Linked DNA regions of Callithrix jacchus: region 1 is linked to region 2. The links are chromatin contacts, called in public Hi-C maps. All regions are on one chromosome and are shown on one strand. The core of a region is the stretch at or near the end of the contact, and the rest is flanking DNA. Distances in the headings are between cores, read along the strand shown.

The links. A called contact is a pair of places that touch in the nucleus more often than the background predicts.
Region 1: a contact with region 2 is called in a Hi-C map of induced pluripotent stem cells, with 3 times the contacts expected there. The contact joins two enhancer-like sites. A contact is called at or near these places in 2 of 3 Hi-C or Micro-C datasets (induced pluripotent stem cells and skeletal muscle).

Annotation. Positions count from the first base shown.
Region 1 is chr12:117,963,581-117,967,442 of calJac240_pri, forward strand. All of the region lies in intron 7 of LHPP (phospholysine phosphohistidine inorganic pyrophosphate phosphatase), which reads left to right. Among named protein-coding and RNA genes, the nearest start is that of FAM53B, 130 kb to the right of the region's middle. Within about 2 kb of position 1,526, at least 6 of the 16 cell types and tissues checked have an H3K27ac peak or open chromatin away from gene starts, as enhancers often do. A contact at or near this core is called in skeletal muscle, where this site is marked.
Region 2 is chr12:117,903,892-117,907,993 of calJac240_pri, forward strand. The region is part of intron 7 of LHPP (phospholysine phosphohistidine inorganic pyrophosphate phosphatase); the gene reads left to right. Among named protein-coding and RNA genes, the nearest start is that of LHPP, 76 kb to the left of the region's middle. Within about 2 kb of position 1,385, at least 2 of the 16 cell types and tissues checked have an H3K27ac peak or open chromatin away from gene starts, as enhancers often do. A contact at or near this core is called in skeletal muscle, where this site is marked.

The DNA.
Region 1 (3,862 bases), core at 276-2,775, 60 kb after region 2:
ACCCCAGCTTTGCTGCCTCTGGCTGTGACCCCTTCCTCTCTGGGGTCTGTCTCCTTATCTCAGAGAAGCGGATCACAGTACGCACCCCACGGTGTGCTGTGCAGAGCACGTGGAGATGCCGCCCACAGCTGGCCTGCTGCAGAGGTGTGGGCCGATTGTGGTATCACTAATGATGTGGCCATGCGTCTGCTAGCTAGAGCAGTCTCACCTGTACCCCAGGGCCTGGCTGGTGAGAGCTCTGGGTTGCAGGTGGCAGGCAAGGCCTAGTTCCAGTGAAATAGGCTCTCGGGGATGGGTGAGACCTTGGGCAAGGCCCTTCTGTGCCTCAGTTTACCCACCAGGGCTCAGAGCCCAGTGAGTGCCTCCTTCTACAAGGAGAGACTCTTGTACTGACTAGTTAAGTACCACCCACTGGAAGGAAAGGGGGTTCAGTTAGGCAGCCCTGCCCTCACAATGGAAGAAAATTGTGGTTCAGCTAGCCCAGCCCTGCCCCCACCCCTGCTCTTCACAGATCCACACTGTGGGGGTCAAACCACCAGGAAACTATAGGGACCCAAGGCCGAGGGCAGGAGACAGTGCGGCCCTCTCCTATCTCTGGGTTGCACCCGCCCACACACGTGCACACAGGGAAGGTGTGTCTTTCGGCTGGGGGCACAGGACCCCACCTCACTCTTAGCTCTGAGACATCCTTGACAGGCCTCCTGGACAGGCAGGGCAGGGCGGGCGTGGCCAGCTGCAGCCCCTGGGAGGGGCACTGGGGCTGGGACCAGGCTGGGGAGGGACAGAGTTGGGGAATTCAGGCCTCTCACCATTGCCCTGGCTGTCTTTGTACGAAGCGCCACCTGGGGGCTGCAGCCTGGCCAAACATCTGCAGTGCCCTCAGGCCCAGCCTCTGTGGGTGTCTGGCTCACCCTAGGTGGGGGGAAGGCGGGCATGGGTGGTTTGGGCTGGGCAGGCTCAGCCAGGATGCAAAACTTTCCCAGTCACACACAGATGCTATGGGTAGGGGCTCTGGGAGACGGGTCACCTCCTCCCACCCCACCCCTCCTGGTTACAGAGGAAGAGATGGCCAGATAGATGGGGGACCAGCACGTGGTTCCCCCAAGCCGGCCACTGCTTTGCTTTCGGCTGGGCCAGTGGGAAAGGGAGCGTGGCACCTCCAAGAGAGGGCCCAGTCGGGGAAGTGTGTCCCCATCCCTGTTCCTGGCCAGAGGGCTGAGGGCCCCAGAGAGGCCCAGGGCAAGGACTCCTTTAGGCCTGGGTTTTTATTTTGATGTTTTTCTGCCAAGTGGCTTTAAGGTAGCCCAGGAAGCTCCCGCATGTGTGAGCGGGGGGTGGGGAGACAAGGGGAGGGCAGGTCTCCAGGATGGGAGCCTCCCTTTGGTCCTCGCCGTGGGACTGGCCTGTGGCCCCACTCTCCGGTCCCTCCAGACTGCCCTTCCCGCCTGGACCCAGCTGGCCTTCGTGGCAGGAGGTACCCTGGGCTAGAGGGTCCCCAGGCTGGGCTCCGGGGCTCCAGGCTGACTCACAGCAGTCCCCAGGCCTGTGGGCAGAGCCGGCTTGGGGGCACACAGGCCTGAGGCTGAGCAGTCCCTGAGTGAGGCAAGGCAGCTGAGGCTGGAGCCTGTGTCCCCAGCACCTGCTGAGGCCCAGGCCTGGGACTAGAGTGCTGGCTCAGGCGCCATGTGATCTCTGCAAGCAGCCACCAGGTCAGAGTCCTGTGTCCCTCTTGGGCCAGAGGCCTTGGCTGGATGCACAGGCTCCATGGGAAGGAGCTCCTGGCTCGGGTTTCTTTTTAAGCAGCAGGACACGGCGCCTTTCTAGAGGTACCTGGATCTGGACATGTCACACCCCCCGAAGCACTTCCAGAACCTAGGCCCAGTGTTAGCCCAGGGAATGGAGGGGTCAGAGCAACCTGCCTGAGATCCGTGGCCATGTCCACCCCACAACCCCCCACGCCCCCACCCCACCACCCTGTAAGGAAGTCACTGATCCTTGGGCATCTGCCAGGAGCCCAGCTCAGGCCAGGTCATGGGCAGCATGTGGGTTTTTCTTCCCCCATCACCGGGCCCCAGCAAGCTGCTGTCCTGAAGGTGGCCATGCTGAGCCAGCATGTGGACAGCAGGGAACCCCGTGGGCACAGTGCTGCGCTCCTGCAGGCATCTGACAATCAGCCTTCAGAGAAGCTGAGGTGTGCAGGTGGAGGCAGGCCTCCCAGACACATCCTCCCAGCACTTGCCAGGGCCAGGCTCTGGTGAACACCCTTCTAGAAACAACCCCCCAGGCCCCAGGGATCTTGGGCTCCTGGGGTTCTGATGGAGGCTGCCCCATGCCCGGCCTTGCCACCTCCACCTCATGAATCAGTGGCCTCTTTGTTCTGCAAGTCTGTCAGCACAGCTGAGCTGACATCACCCTCTGATGCCAATGCTCAGATCCCTGAATTCACGGGGCAGCCGCCCCCAGCACCTGGCTCTCAGCTACTGCCTTTCCAAAGCAACTGGGGATGGGGAACATGGCCCTCCATGGGCAGGCAGCTGTTTCGGCCTCCAGTTGTGAGAGCCTCTTCCCCACCCTGCCCCTGCCCGTGACCCTGCAGGGTGGGAGGGGGTGGACAGGCCACACCCTGGGAGCCCCAGGCAGGGCAGGACCCTCAAGAGCCCCTCTGGGAGAGGCCGCCATCTCCCCTTGGTCAGTGTTGCCCAGGAGGCATGTGCCCTGGAGGTAGCGGCAGGGAGACCACCCTCATGAGGCTTGTTTGCTGGGGTCTGGCCACCATTTCCTTCGATTGAGACTGTCCCCGTGAAGCTAGTCAGACACAGAACCGCCTTGTTTTCTGCCTGTCACTCACTCATTCCCTGCATTTAACTCACAGGGCATGAGAGGGAGGAATCACTGATGATGGGCACTGCCCGGCCCAGCTGAGGGCCTTTGTTCATTCATTTGGTGGAGACTTCCTGGGTGCCTGCTCTGGCCCACGCCTGGGGAGGGCGGGCGGCACCGAGGGCAGGAAACCTGGCCTATCCCTCCAGGAAGTGAAGTCAGCACAATCACCTGCAGGTGAAGCGGCAGAGCAGCACCCAGCTGTGGTGGCGTGGCACGGGGTGGGGTGGGGGGCACATTCTGCATGCTCAGAAGAGACAGCAGCTCACCCAGTGGAAGGAACATAGATTGGAGACGGGGACAAGTAGGGTCTTAAAGCATGAGTAGGAGTTTGCATGTGGAGCAGGTTTCAAGAGAGCATTCTAGGGTATAGCATGGGCAGTGGCAGGGAGAGCTGGGACATCTGTGGAGCGGCGGCCCAGGCACTGAGAGGCTGGCATGGGAAGAGAGATCCGCAGGTAAGGCCCAGGCAGGATGGACTTGCCTGCCATGCTGAGGAACTGGGCTACGACGTAGACAGTAGGGAGCCACAGCGGTTTACGGGGGAGGCAGGAGCAGGTGAGCATCTGGGGAAGCTACTCTGCAGAAGAGACAAGAGGGGGCCAGGCTGGATGGACAAGCCGGTGGAGGGGGAGGAGGAAAGGGAAAGGAACAGGGTTTAGCAGACCTCCTGTCCCCAAGGGGCCCAGGTCACCCTGTGGGGCCTGAGGAAGCCATGCTAGCTCCAGGCCGGCCTCCTGGCCATTCTGCCCACACACTTCACTGCCGTGTCTCTCCACTTCCACCTCCAAATCAGACAATAGGACCCACCTGCAGGGTGCTGCGCAAGGACAGGAGAGGTACCTGGAGGATGCCCCACACGAGAAGCAGGTCCTCAGCCAGAGACCGAAATGCAACCCGAGGGAGGCCGCACCCAGGACAGGAGAGAGCCCACGGCCACTCTGCAGGCACTTGGGGATATCTCCCACTGCCTCCATCTCCC
Region 2 (4,102 bases), core at 135-2,634:
TAGCTAGGCGTGGTGGTATGTATCTGTAATCCCAGCTCCTCGGGAGACTGAGGCAGGAGAATCACTTAAACCAGGGAGTCAGAGGTTGCAGTGAGCAGAGATCATGCCACTGCGCTACAGCCTGGCAACAGTGAGGCTCCGTCTCAAAAAAAGAAAAAAAAAAAAAAACCTAAAAATAAAAAAAGATTTAAAAAAAATTTTTTTTTGTAGAGACAAAGGTGTTGCTATGTTGCCTAGGCTGGTCAGGAACTCCTGGCCTCAGGTGATTCTCCCACCTCAGCTTCCCAAAGTGCTGGGATTAGCATGGCATGAGCCTCTATGCCTGGCCTAATCCAGTGGGTTTTTCAGTCGTGCTGGCCTTTAGGGGTGGTGCTGTGAAGACCTGTGGGCCAGGGGCTGGGGATCCAGGGTTGCTTGGGGTCACCTCACACACACCCTGCACTTTGGCTGCCTGGAACACGGCTTGGGGTTCACAATGTGCCCTGGTTTGACTCTCACAGGCAGGGTCCCCGGGGCCACAGAGAGAAAGAGCATCCTTTCCAACCTGCCCCACTCAGCCCCAGGACCCCAAAAGCTGCACCAAGACAGCCACCAAGACCAGGGGCAGAGTCCTAAGTTGTGGCCACAGGTCTGGAATCCAGGCTTCAAATCTCCCAGGAGTTGGAGCCAGAGGAAGCCGGGCTCACTTGCCTACCAGGCTGTGGCCACATGATGCCTTTAGGGGCTCATGAAAATGTTTAAATTTCTTTTAAAATTAGAAGGAAAAAGTCTCTGGAACATTTAGGGCCAAAGAAAATGTTTTAATGTTTTTGTTCACTTTAGAAATACTATTTTCAAGGCCTATGAAAAGCTATTAAATTATTTAACTGCTTTTTAATAGAGAAAGGGGTCCCCAAAATCCCAAAGTGGCCCTGGGCATGGGGGTGGCCGGGTGAGAGCCAGCCATACCGACGCGGCATGCCTGAGTCCTGGAGTGTGATGTAACCTGAGCCACCGGAATGGAGAGTCACCAGGAGACAGCTTGGAGGTGGGCCGCCACCCCTGCCCGCTGTGCTGGGAGGAGACAGCCGGCCTGACCAGCCTGTGGTGCCAGGAGGGACAATTCGGGCTGGAGCCACACTTGATGAAAGGGAGGTTGACTTTGACTGGGGGCTGCTTTGTGGAGAGCGTTCATCATGGGAAGAGCCCAGGAAGGTGCTCTCCACCTTGCAAGAACATTGCCTGTGGCTCAAAATGGCCACATGGGATGCAATTCCTGAACTTAGACTCGGCAGAAGAGCCAGCCTCTGTCAGCCCCACACCTAATGGAGATGGGGCCCGTGGCCACCCTGAGGAATTCCACCTGGGCGTTTGGTGGCTCTAGCCATCTCGAATGGCAGGCTGAGGCTCAAAAGTCTCATGCCTGTCTGTAGGACCCCCGCATGAGCCTGGGACCACCTGTGGGGACAGTGTGTTGCCAGGGAAATACCTTGGGCACTCAAGGGGGCACTGAGGCCCTAGAGGGTTCCTGTGGGCTGGAGTTCCCATGACGTCATCCCTCAGTACCAGCTACTAGGGCTTCTCAGGAGACACACTGGACATCAGGGAGGGCGCTCATGGTGTTTGCACAAATCTGTGACACTGGAGACCAGAGTGGGGTGGGCGGGTGGGCCAGGCCCCAGCCCAGATGGGGTGACCTTTCTTTTACCCTACTTCCCCACTGTGGGGGTGCTGCTCTCCTTAGGCCCTGGGGAGATACTGTCATCTGCTCATTGGCAGAGTGCCCTGTGGCCACACTGTCCCTGTCCAGACATGAAACGGACAGCAGGAGGGGGCTTTGAGGGGTCTCTCCTGAGACACATCTCCAGCCGAGTCCTGGGGTTGGAAGCCCCTGCAGACTGAGTGGCTGCCTCACCAAAGTCAGGTCCTGCATTTGCCCCCGTGACCTTCCCACTGTGCCTGGGACCACAGTTAGAGCTGACCAGCACCCTCGGTCTGGGGGAGGGGCCCCCATCCTGGCCCTCTGCACCCTGGGGCCTAGCCAGGCTGGAGGCCTGTTTTTCCCAGAAGCCTGCCTCCCTGCCTCCTTCCAGGGGCTCTCCCCCGCTCCACCGCTCCCCTTCCTGATCGTCTCCTTGCTCCTTCCCTCCTCTCCGCTGTCTCACCTCCCCTCACATTCGTGGGGTCTTGTGGCTGTGCCTGCCCGCCTTTCACCAGTGGTATCCAGCTGTCTCCCTGACCAGGGCTGAGGGCCCTGCACATCTGGGCCCCCTTGATGGTCGCCCTCCCCATCCTCACCTGCTGGTGGCTCTTGCTGCAGTGGGGATGCAGCTACCCTGGGTTTAGCTTCTGTTGTTGCCACTGTGCTGCTCGTGCCCTGGGAGTGGGGCCTGCTGCACCGCACCTCACTGCCACCCATGCCCATCTCAGGGTGTGGGCCTGGTGGGTCCTCGGGCTCTACCTGTCAGGGATAGATACCTGGACAGGCCCTTTTCCAAGAGTTGAACAAGAGAGAAAATATCCCCATTCCAGCCTGGGCAGTACAAGCCTCCGTCCTCCCAGACTCCACCTCCGTGGGGTCAAGGTAGTGAGCTGCATGGCTGCTGCTACCTGTGTGGCCCCCATGGGGGTAGCAGGGTTCGTGACCCAGAGGAACTGGAGTTTGTGGCCAACCTGAGGGCAGACACTGCCCGTCCTCCAGACCCTAGACACCCCCAGTAGGCCCAGGGGCCGGTCTGTCCCCATCCCAGAGCTATCGTTCCAGTGGGGACAGTGCAGGCCCAGGTGTGGGGGAACTGGTCAGGGTGAGGCCATCCCTCTTGGCGCAGACACCAGCACGTGAAGATCACATCGAGTGTGCTGGCCACTGCGGTGCGGGCATGTGTGCAGGGCTACACATGGGCAGCCTGGGCTGGCTTCCTTCTCCGCTTGCCTGGGAGGGCAGTGGCTCCCAGTGGGCATCTGCCTGTCTCTGCCCCCCATGCCAGGGATGTGGGTGCTTTGAGCCGAGTGAAGGAGGAACTTCTCCAGGAGAGCTCTGTCTGCCACCTCCCCGGCAGCCCCGCCCCCAGAGCAGAGCGGTCCTTACAGGGCCACAGCCTCTGCTGGCCCCAGTGCCCCTTTGCGGTAAAGCGGGGCTCCCATGTGCAGCTCCCTTCAGATGGACAGAAACCAGGTTTGCATGCCGGGGCCTCGGCTGGGTCCCTCGCTTCTCTAAGCATTCCTTTCCTCATCTGGAACGTGGGGATGTGGGATTGTGCGAACCTCCCAGGGCATCCCAGGATGATATGAGATCATGCCCATAACATAGGCTTACGCCTGGCCCCTGGTCTCAGCTCCCTGAATGATCATTGCCACATCCAAACACATTGGTGTTTCAGTCTGGACCGGTGCCCATGGCTGCCCATGTGCCCAGGCAGGAAGCCGCTTTGTGCAGGAGGGTCTTTGTGCACGGGCAGCATGGGCAAGCCTGGCAGTCTCTCAGCGGCAGGACTGTCTGGGCGCCTATTGAGCTGTCAGTGGCTGGCAGCTGCCCCCAGGTAGCAGGGGGAAGGGCCGAACTCTGTGTGGGCATGAAAGGCCCAGCGGGTGTGTGTAGGGGGGCCTGGGAGTCTTAGGGCGAATGTGAGTGTGTGTGCATGCTTGCAGGATAAAGATGAGTTTTTTCAATGTGTCTCCTGTAGTTTTTGATTTTTTAAAATCTTTCCAAAAATCGATACAAACAAACCACATCTCCCTGTCTCTGCCCCCCATCCCAGGGATAATTTGGGATGTAAAGGCCAATGTTGTCAATCGTCCTTCTAGCGAAAGAGGCCGGGAAGTTCAGTTGGGGAAAATGCAGCACTTTTGCTGTCATTAAGTCCAGTGGTAGCTATCGACAGTCACGGTGCTGACGGAGCTCAGAGCAGAGGTGGGGGGGTGGTATTGACCAGGCGTGCAGCTTAGGCACGTGAAGTGAGAACCCCAGGCTTGGCGGGGTGCTGTCTTCCCTTCCTCTGCCAAACTGGTGGGAAGGCCCTCGCCAAAGTGCACAGGACTCCTTCACAGCCTGTGGGGGAGGTGGAAGGGGTGCGCCCTGGACCCTAAGGATCGCCAGCCCCTCCAAGACCATCCCTGGCCGCTG